Linked DNA regions of Zea mays: region 1 is linked to region 2. The links are chromatin contacts, called in public Hi-C maps. All regions are on one chromosome and are shown on one strand. The core of a region is the stretch at or near the end of the contact, and the rest is flanking DNA. Distances in the headings are between cores, read along the strand shown.

What was found. Hi-C and Micro-C count contacts between places; a contact is called where the count stands out from the background.
Region 1: a Hi-C map of leaf shows a contact between it and region 2, with 6 times the contacts expected there. The contact joins the promoter of LOC100280504 here to the promoter of LOC103629872 in region 2. A contact is called at or near these places in 3 of 25 Hi-C or Micro-C datasets (leaf and tassel).

What each region holds. Positions count from the first base shown.
Region 1 is chr6:119,613,548-119,620,398 of Zm-B73-REFERENCE-NAM-5.0, forward strand. It overlaps LOC100280504 (G protein-coupled receptor), which reads left to right and starts at 1,743. Exons shown (of 9, transcript NM_001153424.2): 1 at 1,743-2,023; 2 at 3,136-3,167; 3 at 3,499-3,668; 4 at 4,781-4,875; 5 at 5,179-5,280; 6 at 5,413-5,469; 7 at 5,803-5,946; 8 at 6,517-6,587; 9 at 6,729-6,851. The coding sequence starts at 1,829. The coding sequence ends at 6,828.
Region 2 is chr6:119,342,119-119,348,287 of Zm-B73-REFERENCE-NAM-5.0, forward strand. LOC103629872 (nucleolar GTP-binding protein 1) reads left to right here and starts at 3,601. Exons shown (of 3, transcript XM_008650971.3): 1 at 3,601-3,778; 2 at 4,592-6,169. The coding sequence starts at 4,622. It overlaps LOC100193390, which reads right to left and starts at 3,593. Exons shown (of 7, transcript NR_178224.1): 1 at 3,415-3,593; 2 at 3,192-3,288; 3 at 2,440-2,939; 4 at 1,948-2,054; 5 at 1,630-1,679; 6 at 1,310-1,416; 7 at 360-805. LOC100283690 (peroxiredoxin bcp) reads left to right here. Exons shown (of 3, transcript NM_001156591.3): 3 at 1-152.

The DNA.
Region 1 (6,851 bases), core at 493-2,992, 270 kb after region 2:
TCGAACGACATAAATACTATGACGTGTTGCCAGGGCGCAGCCAATGTTTAGCCAATGTCTTAATTCAGCCGATTAATAATGTAACCTGATCGCCACATCTGTGTACCCACTATACCATTTAATCGCTCGGCGTGAGTCTGAAGCTCAACGCAACACAAATATTTAGAGCAATTTAAGTATGAACAATATAGATTTTACATGCATTTTAATAATTTTCTGCTAAATATCCGCTACGAGAAATAAAAGCAGAAAAATAGACACCAAAATTATTGCATGAGCATAACACATCAGGTGTAAAAAGCATTTTCCATATTTAAATATGTATTTTTCTACTAATTATTTACTGCCGGAAATAATTAATTAAAATAGAAATTGTAACATAAAATATGCTTTATTCTACTTGTTATTTACAACAGGAAATAAATAGAATAAATAATATAGAGCATGTATTTTTTACTAATATTTATTGTAGAAAATAATTACTTAGAGTAGGAACCGTAACATAAAATCTGTTTTATTCAGGTATAACTGAACCCAACTGAACTAGTCCACGATTCTGGTTCTCATTTTTTCATCACGAAGAAAAGAAATCTAAAAAGGACCCACAAAAGCTGGAGGCGTTGACTCCACTTCATTAATCTTACATGCCCGTCTTTAATCTTGCATGCACGTCCGGATGGGCAAGGGCGCAAGGCTCCAGGCCTCCAGCCATGCAGTTGCATGTATGTGCCATTACTTCCATGCGCCATCACATACATGCACCATCACGAGTTCACGGCAGCATGCAAGCAAGTCAGTGGCCCCACCTGTATCTATCGTAGGAGCAATTAGCGGAGTCAAGTTCGCGGTCAGTAACTGCCTGCATGGACGATCCACTCCTCTCTGCGCGTGTGACGCACGATCGAGGCCCGCCAGCGAGGTAGCCAGGATGCCCGCAGCGGAGGCGCATTGAGCAGCGGGCCCACGCGACGCAGTAGGATCAGCGGTGCGCGACGTCAGGTCAGTGCAGCGCGCTAGGCGGATTGTTGCATGGGCACGTTCTTTGGAACCCACCAGAGATTGTGGAGCAGCAAGGACTCCCACCGAAACAAACATGAGAGCAGGAAGTTCCGCTAGGTGAGATCCTATGAACAGTAGATCTAAAAAAATACCGTTCGATTGCGTAGAGGGTAATCGAAGTCTGTCGCGTAGGACAGTTCGGCTAGGCCGGTGACCTGCCGGCTCGATGAAGAGTTGATGCAGATCTGATCCCGCAGCAACGTGGAGGTAGAGCGTGCTGATAACGTGTTGAAAACTACGTTACCACGGATCACCAGATCCGCTTCCTTCCCTCCCGTCAGCAGTAGAGGTGCAAGAAGCTGTAGAGAACCCGTCTCCCTTCCCATAAGCACGACAGAGGAAACACACGATACACATGATATAGGGTTGGGCCTCTGGCCTCTTTCTGATCTCTGTATTATGAGGGGTGTACAGGTACCTTATATAGAGATGTGAGACCCCTCAGGAGCAAAGCAGGTATTTGCCTATATAACCCTAACTAGGGTTACTTAACACTTCTATCATATTGTGGGTTTAAAGCTTATCTGTTGCCCTGCTTTTTAACATTCATTTTAGGCTGAATTGATTTTGAAGAAATGTAAGGATTTTTTTTTAAAAAAAGATAACGCAGGAGGCCAACTACCGAGGAAAGCCCAGATAATTACACACTAGCTTCACGGTGAAGGCAGTCGGGGTCACAATTCACAACTCCCAACCCAATCCAGCCCAGCAATCAACAATTCCCCCGGTCGTTTTCACTTGACATCCCCCGTCCCATAGATCGCCGGCGATGGCTCCGGCCGTTGCCGCGGCGGCGTCGGCGGCGATGAGGCAGGCACTGCGGGACCGGCAGATCCTCGATGCCGTGGGCACTGGCGCTGCGGCGCTCTCGCTGGCAGGCTCCTCCTTCATCGTGATCTGCTACCTCCTCTTCCGCGAGCTCCGCAAGTTCTCCTTCAAGCTCGTCTTCTACCTAGCCGTCTCGGTGAGTGGCCTGCTCGAACTTAGATGCTTTTCAAGGGTTTTCGGGTTTGAGCCGCTAGTTGTGCGATGTATCGTGGCTGTTATTTCAAAAATAGCCATGAATAACCACAGAGCCGCTAGGTGTTAGCCTTCAGTGTCATTGAAAATAGTCGTTCATGGCTAGCAAGGAAAATGGTCATTCATCACACACCCTTAGTTTAGAAGAGGTGTGAGTTAATTTTATGCATATTAGATGCATTAGTTCTCCACTTCTCCAGAATCTGGTGTCATCAGTAAGCAGGGAACTGGACCTTCAGAAATGTGCATACCATCGTCAATTTTCACCTACGAGGTAGATTTCAACAGTTGTGTGATAACCTTAGTCTAGTGCCGTCATAGCACATACTGTACATGTTTTACACTTGGATTTGGATTTTGTTTGAAACACCATTCCAATTCCAGTGGTTAAAGTATGACACTAAGATATTTAAGGGGTATTTGGCATCGCTCGAGAGCAAAACTCCAAGAGAAACTGGCCAGAGCTAGCCAATACCTTAACTCTAGAGTTATAAACTCCATAGAGTTTTGAGGCTGCAGTATTCTTAAAAAGCAACCTATACATGGAGTTTGAAGGTATTTATCCACCACTGGCACTTATGAGAAAGCAATCTAGACTCCAGAGCACAGTTGCTCCACCTAGAGTTTTGAAGCAGAGTTGCTTTAGAGTGGAGCAGAGTTATGCCAAACACCCCCTTGAAGTCTTGAGTCTATGATTTGTTGCAGGGACACATGTGCTCTGCCTCCAATTGGATAGTGCCTACTGCCTAGATCACTAGATGGGAATGGGAGCATATTTTTCATACATATAGTTCAGAGTTCATTCTTAAATATGGAATCAGCTGGTGTCATATTACTTATTTTGTTGAATATTGAAACCAATGGCCATAATAAGCACCTAGTTAACTAGTTCATCACTTGACAACTAGTTTGTTTTTGAGAAAAAGGAAAAAAAATGATGTTACATGTCTAGTTGCTTAGCTGACACATAGAAACATTAGCTGAAGCTTGGTTTGTTCATTATTGCTATTGCTCTAGCTGTTTCATGTTTTATGATAACTTTGTTGTCAATTGCAGGATATGTTTTGCAGCTTATTCACTATATTGGGGTATGTTGCATTTCTTCTCCTACACATAAATACTTCCTCAGTTTCATGCTCAGTGTTAATTTACTTTTGCTATTAACAGCCTACCAGAATGAAGATATGCAGAATCAGTTATGCTTATTATTCAATTCATGGCCAAGTAATTTGAACCTTACCCTTGTATTCTGCTTACTAAGAAATATCAATGCCAGTATTAAAACAGAATAATTGTTTTTTTTGTTTAAGAAAAACACACCAGACTATTCTTTCTCTCATTTGTCTCTGTGTCTGAATGCATATTTTGGTTATGTGCTCATGGTAAAACATTTCTTAACGATGTTTTCTTATGTTGCAGGGGGCCATCGAATGCATTTTACTGCTTTGCACATGACTACAGTGCTCATTTCTTCTGTGTGGCTTCTTTTCTATGGACAACCACCATATCATTCACTCTGCATCGCACAGTTGTAAAACACAAAACTGATGTTGAAGAATTTGGATCTATTTTCCACTTATATGTGTGGGGTATGCAAACTGTCGATTACATATTTGCCTTTGTTTGAATTTATATTTTCCAAATTAAGTAACATTTTGGACAAGTTAGAGAACAGTTTCTGGAGAGACCTTGTGTTGAAAGAAATAACAAATTTTTATCCATATGATTCAGTGTTCTTGACAAAAGCTAAAATTGTCCATACCATTTATTTATGTTTGATGTATTGTGTTGCAACTGTTTGATAACACATAGGTTATAATGTCCCTTAGAATTTTTTTAGATTCAATGTGTGTACTTATTTTCATCAGTTTCTTCTGTTACTTTTGGGTCCTTCTGTGCCGTGTAAGAAGCCAATCTTGCAAGTTCCAATCCATTTACCTGTCCATAATCTGCACCTGTGTCTATAACTGTTGAATTTATTTAATTGTTAATATGTTTAGGCCTCATTTGGTAGAGCTCCGCTCCATGATTCTCTAGCTCCGAGAGCTAATTCTCCAATAGAGTGATTCCAAATAATTCTCAAGTAGAAGTGAATCTATTTGACGAAAACCGTTTGGCAAATTGTGCGTGAAGTGATTCATGAGAGGTTAGAGTGTGGGGAGCAGGTTGGGAGCAACGGGAAGCATGTTTTTTTGGCTTCCACTCTCTAGTATAAAATGGAGACTAAATTCACTTCACTCTCACCATGGAGCAATTCAGTTTCTAGCCACTTGGCTTTCTAGAAGTGATTCTCGCTGGGAGCAGAGCTGTGGGAGCTCTGCCAAACGCCCTAGTATCTCAGGCTATAGATTCTGTTTCCAATTTGATTGTCCCATCCCTGGATATTTTGTTGCAGATCAGCATGCTCAAATGGTCCATTGTTTTCATTGTTGTTGCCTTTATCTGCATTTTCATGTATATGTTTCTTTTAGTTTTACAGTTTGGTTGCATCATCTTATTTTGGGACCAATATGTAGCTGTTCTCTCTTATGTCTGTTTCGAATCTTTTTATCTGATGTACTGTAGGTAGGCATACTCCATTTTTAACAGTAGGTCACTATTTTAATGATTTACTTTGGAAGCCATGTGTCAATATGTCACTGTGCCAGCTATAAAAAACAGTTATAAATGGTTTTGAGTTTTTATTTATTTATTTCTCCAGGAACTTCACTATCTACCACTGTATTACGTTCGATAGGAAGTGACTACGGAAGACCAGGCACCTGGTGCTGGATTCAGCAGGGAAGCATGGCAAAGGCATGTGATCTTTTGTGTTGTTTTAGTTTTTTCCTTGATTATTACACAAACATTAGTAGTATGTGCCACTTCTTCGAGAGTTATGTTAAGTGAAGTTCGGTTTATTACGTTAAAGACAATTTTTGTATAAGCTCATCTATGTTTGAATTCTAAGGGAGTTTTATACAATTTATATGGAATTTCCAACATATTTTTCTTGGACTATGAAAAGTCACTATCCTCAGCTAGACAATGAATTTAAACTGAAATTCCAATTTTGTCACCAGAATAGAAATTCTTTCACTAAATTGACCTTACTTGCAGGTCCTACATTTAATAACCTTTTATCTTCCACTTTGGGGTGCCATTTTGTACAATGGGTTTACATACTATGAAGTAAACCGCATGCTGAATAATGCAACGCAGGTTAGCAGACTTTTTCTCAACAATTCTCCCGTGTACATTGAAGGTTACTGTGATCTTTATTGTGAACTATTTGGCACATTCTGCTAATTTTTCTTGCATGTTCTGAATTTTAAAAATCTCATGATTTTTTAGATGGCTGCTGGCATAAGTGATCAATCAAATCAGTCTGACATTAGGGCAGGCAGGAAGGTACGAAATCCTCAACAAATATTTGGCGTTGTTTCTGCTTCAGTGCTTCTGCTGGAGTATTTTCCCCTTTCCTATTGATTGTTATCGACATCCTTTTTTACTTCCCAAGATAGCTTACATGCTCTCGTAAATTTTATACATCCGGGATTGTAGATAAACTAACAGACAATATGCCAGCTCCTTTGATGAAAACATGTTATCGAGTGTGCTCAACCTTCTCTATCATGTTCCCTTCCTGTCCTAATTACCTCTATACAGACAGCTCTTCGTTATATGCAAAAACAAGTGGATAAAAGTTTATTTGAGCCACACACGATTGCTTGTTTTTTGCAGGCATTTAACCGATGGGGTTATTACCCTCTAATTCTAATCGGTTCATGGGCGTTTGCAACTATCAATCGTCTTTATGACTTTGCCAATCCAGGGCACAGGATAGTCTGGCTCTCGTTTCTTGATGTTGGGTTCGCTGGACTTATGGTGAGTCTATTAATGCTTGTTTTTTTATACTAAATTGCTGAAATAGCATACCATGAACTTTTCTATAAAAACTCAGGCTACCTACATATGGTGGGCATAATTTATAGTAAAGGGGCTTGAATAAGAGGCCTCCACATTGCTTCATTTTTTTCTCCTGTCCCTGCAAGTAATTAGCTCTGAATGAGTGAATGGGAAGGCTAAAGGTCTGACCACTCTTGTGCTTTTCTTATGGAAATGGGTACATGAAATATATGTGTGTCTTCAATCCTTCATTATCATAAGCAATACTTCCTCCACCTTCTAGCTTTCTTCCAGATGCACCAATTATAAGTCCATGATAACTATAATGCACCTTTTTGCTTTGTTCTTCCATGCCTACCCCTACTTAAATGCACACATCCATTTATTTTTCCTATATTGGATATGAAGTTATTCATGTAAGTGTTTTGTTTGATTGACACCAAACTATATTCCATGGTTCGCTTCTCTCTCTCTCTCTCTGTCTCTCTCTCTCTCTTTTTTTTTTTTGTGTGTGTGTGTGGATATTTTGACGTTTCCTGTTTTATCTAGGGCCTATTCAATTCCATTGCTTATGGGCTAAACTCTTCTGTGCGCCGAGCTATTGCAGAGAGAATCGACACGTAAGTTTTAATCTGCAACATAGTCGCAACCATACGTTTCTTCATCGCTATGCATTTATTTACTGTAAGCATTCTAGTTATGCCGCTATTCAGAAAGTACTGTGTAGCTATATATAATTTTTTTTCTTCTAAATTTCCCAGGTTCCTACCTGAGAGAATAAAAAGGAGCCTCCCTGCTTTGTCAAGGCTGAGGAGTCAACAGGAAAATGAACTCACTTCTCTTATCGTTGAGGGTAACTGATATGTAATGGAATTTCCATGCAC
Region 2 (6,169 bases), core at 2,351-4,850:
CGACCAGCATCTTCCTGTTTGTCATGGTCAGTTTCACTTGTATTACAACTGTACTTTTGGTCGACAGTCTCAGATGTTGTAGCTCGTTCAACCCAAACCGGTCAGGATTGTGATCGATACATCCATCTGTGGAGGTAAAGCCTGCTTGCAACCACACGAACGTCCGTGCGCATACTCCAGTTGCCTCGTCACTTCACTCCACTGGCGGCAACCTCGTCCACGCCTCACCATCTCGCTATTCTCGCCTCGTCTCAAGTCGCAAGAGAATACGCCTAAAAACTTCACTATCCGATCTAGACCGACTTGGCCGTAGCGGTTGTTGGGGGTCCTAAAATACATGCTACATTTCTATGAACAGAATAGCAACCTAGGTAGCAAAAGATCAAATATTGGGAGCACTACAATGCAAATATTTCTGAGTACACTACATACTCTCGCACAAAACGAAAGATGTTTATTCGCCCAGATGAAGGAAGCACTGTTATCTGGGAGTAATGGAGGGGTTCATCAATGAACGAACCCTCCCTCAACAAGGTAGTCCTAAGCTACCCCGACTACAAGTAGCAAAGGTGTAGTTAGGTTATACAGGTTATAAACTACAAAATTGACTTGTACGAATCCGTGCCCCCCAAGATGACTGCCTCAGTGTGGTGTACATAACTGTCTTCAGTGTGGTGTACATAACTGTCTTCAGTGTGGTTTCGGTACATAGCCATCTACCGCGAAGTTTCTTGTGGCTACAGGTAATGCCAGCCGAATACCATCGAGTTCAGGCTTCGCGATCACTTGGCAGCCGAGGCGAGATCTGGATACAGTTCCAACAAGTCAGATTGTTAGAGTTGTGAAACTACGGCAATCCACCTCTAAATAATACTACCGGTGGGGGCTGCATGGATTTCTTAATGCTTTGATTCATCTAATGCATTATTTTTCTGTATATATATATATTTTTAAAAAAGCATTGATCCGCAAAAAAAGGCCAAATTACTTATTTCTTACAAAACTAGTTGGAGTTGTCTTACTTTCGATTGTTCATGAACATACTTAATATGCCTATTGCCTAGGTGCCACTGTAACAGCAGTTAGCCATGCAGACTATACACTAGCTTTGAAACTTTCAAGACTATTATTAAGAAAAAAGTTGGACCTTGTCCAAGGCCCACTATTTCTGCTACCTAAACACCCATGATCACCAAATTTAGAACAGATTCTGACAATTACTCCCAGGACCTAAAATATTGAAATGTTTGTTTCTGTGATACACAGATAGCAAGATTCTGGAGACAAAATAATAAGAGAAGCAAGTTACTCTGTTCGAAGGGTCTTGACTTACGTCTCTGTGAGCCCAAATGCAAGGTCAAGCATATCATTTTCTTCATCTGCTGGATCTTCTAATTTGTTATAGTAGTTTACATCCTGGATAAGATAAAAATTTAAAAAGTTGCAGTTAGCAGCAAAACTAGAATATCGGCAACAACAACAACATAACCCCAAGAAAATTAAGGCGGGTTAGACTGCTAGAGATGAAACCCAACATGAGCCACACAAAGGAAAAAACACTGTAAAAAATAAAATGGCATTACTAATAGTATATTAATATAAATTTGAAAAAGTATATAGTGAGCATACCATTACTATTACATGACAAGTAGAACACGCAAGTGAACCCTCACATGCTCCTGCAGTAGACACAATAGCAGGGAATGTTATCATGAATTACAGCTGAAAATCAGTGAATAGAACATAAAAAGGAATGACTACGATACCTAATGTATTGATGAAAAATGGAAAAACCATGGAGCCAGGTGATTGAACATGACTAGTTAGTTTTTATATAAAAAAGATCCATATATGACATATTCTTATCACCAAGCATGAACTGACTACAAAACCATAAACACAATACCCACACTAGAATAGAAGTGCACATCTTTGTAATATTTGTACCTTCAAGCTCTATGTCATTTTCATGAGCAGCTTCTAACATGGACATTCCAACTGGAACACGTATTGTCTTTTCTGAGCCATCCTTGTTAACAAATGTTACCGAGATTCTGTGCATAATACAGAGAAAAATAACCACATCAGTCATCAGAGGACTGCCTCTACTGAAAATAATTATTGAAAGCTCAACCCTAACAATTCAGTAAAACTGATCAAGCTATTGTTTAGTGGCATCTATTCCTCTAAGTGTGGAAGGAGCAGCTCCTTAAATGGAGAGACAACAATAACAAAAGAATTCCATGTTAGAAGGAACTGGGCTAATCTGATACCTGGTTCCAAGATACAAAACAACCAAGGAGTTCAAATTTAGTTATATATAGAGGATGAAACATAATCACTGTTCTTAAGGCGTCGCCTAGGCGTCCAGGCGGAGGTCCAACGCCTTGCCTCGCCTTACCGCTTTAAAAACCATGAACAAGACACAAATGCACTTACTTATCCTTTGCCTGACTGCTTTCATCCTGATCACCACTTGTTGCAGTTGAGAAAAGGACATTCCGCTGAAAATATATAAACAAAAAATTAATACAAATAAACTTGAGATAGAAACCATCACTCCTGCAGTACAAAAGTACAAAGGCTTTGCTTGTAGTTCTCTAAAAAAGCTAACTTGCTGAGGAAAAATAATGCCGATCTTCTTTTGCAACAGCCGTTTCAGAATGGGGAATGTATAGATAGATTCATCGAATAGAAACCAAATCATGAAAATAATAGATATAGTCCAAATCAATGTAGATCATTAAGTGAATCAATAACTAGTGATACATTTACTATTAGCAAGAATGAATGGTAATTGGGAACATGTTCATCTAAATAGATTATTCACTACCAATCTTTAGTTCTTAACAACGATAATACAGTAGAAGTCACCACTCTGGTCGAATGCTGGTTAAGATGAGCTTGATACAAAATGCCTGGACTGCTTAGCAAATTTCCTGCCAGAAAAATGTAGCAACAATCAACAGTATATAAGGAGACACCAAGGCTGAGCAATACATAAACTCAGGAGAATCCCAAAGCCAAGATGCAAGAAACATTAGTATGAACTGCAAGATTAACATCCCTCAGAATCATAGAGCTGGTCTAAGTTAGCAAAATTTCACCACAATTGATGGGCAATAAGCCAACAACGACTAGGCCACCAATAATAGAGGGAAATGAACTAGGAGGAAAGTGGGGATGCCAACCAGCTCTCGTCTCCGCTCCAGACTCGCGCAGAAGCCGCGCCCCGAGACGAGAGATCCTGAGGAACATCGCGGCAGCTGATCCTCCTCCCTCGGAACCCTAGAACAGCTCACAAGACAACGAATCAGCGCAACAACCACCGTGCGCTGGGAGAGCAATCAGTAGGGTTCAGCTAGCTTGCGTCACAAAACGTGGTGAACTCAAGGGGAAGCTGGAAGGCCGAACCGTCCGGAAGCGGCGGGAACCAGCCGCGTGACCTCTCCACGACGGCGGGAAGCACGGGGAAGGGAGCGAGTTGGGGTGAGGCGTGAGACGCCGTACAGGAGTTTGCACACACAAGCCGCCGCCACCGCAGGAAATGGGCCGCATGGCCCATTTAAAGAAGTACTATGCATATAAGCCGAACAAAGCCAGCACATCAAGGCCCAAGCTATAAGATTCTATTCTCGGAGAAACCCGCCCGAACCCTCATTTCCCCGTCCGCCGCCAGAGCGGGAGAACACCCGCGCCGCCTCCAGCAGCACTTGGCGGAGAGGGCGCGACCTCTCTTGCCGACAAATCGGTCCTCTTCCTCCGAGCGCCTAACGAGGTTAGCAGCGCCATGTATCGTTTCTTCTTGCGCGTGTGCTTCTTTATGGTTTTATCGGTCGGGGCTGTTGATAATTCTGTGTTGTGGGATCTGGTGTACTGTTTTCTGTAATCCTTAGAGATCAGATAGATGTGTTTTTTATGGTTTTGTGCGAGCGTTTGATTGATATGTTAGCGACCAATTAGCTGGTGCTTAGACGTGACATGGGAGAATTAAGGTTCGGGTTGGCTGTACGAATACTATGGTAGTTCCACTGTTCCAGCATGACTACTGCAACCTTAAATTGGTTTTATGCAACTTCTTCTGTGTTGATTTTGTGCAGTCAATCAAGATTGTTCTGTTCTTAGCCAGGCAAAGGATGTCTGTAGTCACTTACTGGCATCATGTATTTCCTTAGCTTAGCTTTAAGCAACAAAAAAACACTCTTGCCTGAAGGTGAATATGATTTGTTCTCGTCTTAGGTTTTGCTGATGCCAGTTTCATTTGCTTTTGCTTTCTTGTGGGTCATAGCAAGGTGCCGTGTAATTTAATTGGTTCATTGCCATGGAGTATTCTAAAGCAATAGTTTCTCAGTGCGCTAATAGCATGTTCAACTTAATATGGGAATCGGTTTGTCTCCATCTTTGGTCTGATTTTGTGTTGTCGAATTAATCTGTACCATCTTGTGGAGATGGAGATACATGTTTGACGCTTTTTATAACATTTCAGAACTAATGCTTGCAGACATTGTTTGTTGCTTATGTCTTCGAATTTTTTATTTCTTCTTATTGTTGTTGTTATGTTATGTTGCATTTACATGTTCTTGTTTTACAGGAATAGGTATTCAAGTTTTGTATCACCAAGATGGTGCAATACAATTTCAAGAAGATCACTGTTGTCCCTCCCGGGAAGGACTTCATTGACATAATCCTGTCCCGCACTCAAAGGCAGACACCGACTGTTGTCCACAAGGGATATGCTATCTCCCGCATTCGCCAGTTTTACATGCGCAAGGTTAGATATTCCCAGCAGAACTTCTATGAAAAGCTCTCCACCATCATCGATGAGTTTCCTCGACTGGATGACATCCACCCTTTCTATGGTGATCTCCTCCACGTGCTCTACAACAAGGATCACTACAAGCTTGCGCTGGGTCAAATCAACACAGCTAGGAATATCATTGCAAAGATATCCAAGGACTACTTGAGGCTGCTCAAGTATGGAGACTCCCTTTACCGGTGCAAGTGTTTGAAGGTGGCTGCACTAGGTCGCATGTGCACTGTTGTGAAGAGGATCAGTCCTAGTTTGGCTTACTTGGAGCAGATCAGGCAGCACATGGCCAGGCTTCCATCCATAGACCCGAACACCCGTACTGTGCTGATTTGTGGATATCCAAATGTGGGGAAGAGTTCGTTCATGAACAAGGTTACAAGGGCAGATGTGGATGTCCAGCCATATGCCTTTACAACAAAATCCCTGTTTGTTGGCCACACAGATTACAAGTACCTGCGCTACCAAGTGATTGACACACCAGGTATACTTGACCGGCCTTTTGAAGATAGGAACATCATAGAAATGTGTAGCATCACTGCGCTGGCACACTTGAGGGCTGCGGTGTTGTTCTTTCTAGACATTTCTGGATCTTGTGGGTACAGTATCGCTCAGCAAGCTGCACTCTTCCACAGTATAAAGTCTCTGTTTATGAATAAGCCTTTGGTCATTGTGTGCAACAAGACTGACTTGCAGCCACTTGAAGGGCTTTCTGAGGATGACATGAAGTTAGTCATGGAGATGAAGGCAGAGGCTATGAAGACTATAACTCAAGCTGTTGGTCCTAATGAAGAGGGTGTTTTATTGACTATGAGCACTTTAACAGATGATGGTGTAATGGCTGTGAAAAATGCTGCATGCGAGAGGCTTCTTGAACAGAGGGTGGATGTGAAGATGAAATCAAAGAAGATGATGGATTGCTTGAATAGGTTTCATGTTGCTGTTCCAAAGCCTCGTGACAACAAGGAGCGGCCTGTTTGCATCCCTCCGGCTGTTCTGGAAGCTAGGGCAAATGCTGCTGCTAAGGAAAAGAAGAAGCTTGAGAAGGACATTGAGAATGAGAATGGAGGTGCTGGGGTATATTCTGCAAGTCTCAAGAAACATTATATATTGGCTAATGATGAATGGAAGGAAGATATTCTTCCAGAGATACTGGATGGTCACAACGTTGCAGATTTTCTGGATCCGGATATCCTAGTAAGGTGTGAAGAGTTGGAAAGGGAGGAAGGGCTTCGCCTGGAAGAACAAGCTGCAGAAGATGCTTTCCAGATTGATGGCCATGAACTAACTCAGGAACAGAAGGAGATTCTGGCTCAGATTAGGAAGAAGAAGGCATTACTTATCCAAGAACATAGAATGAAG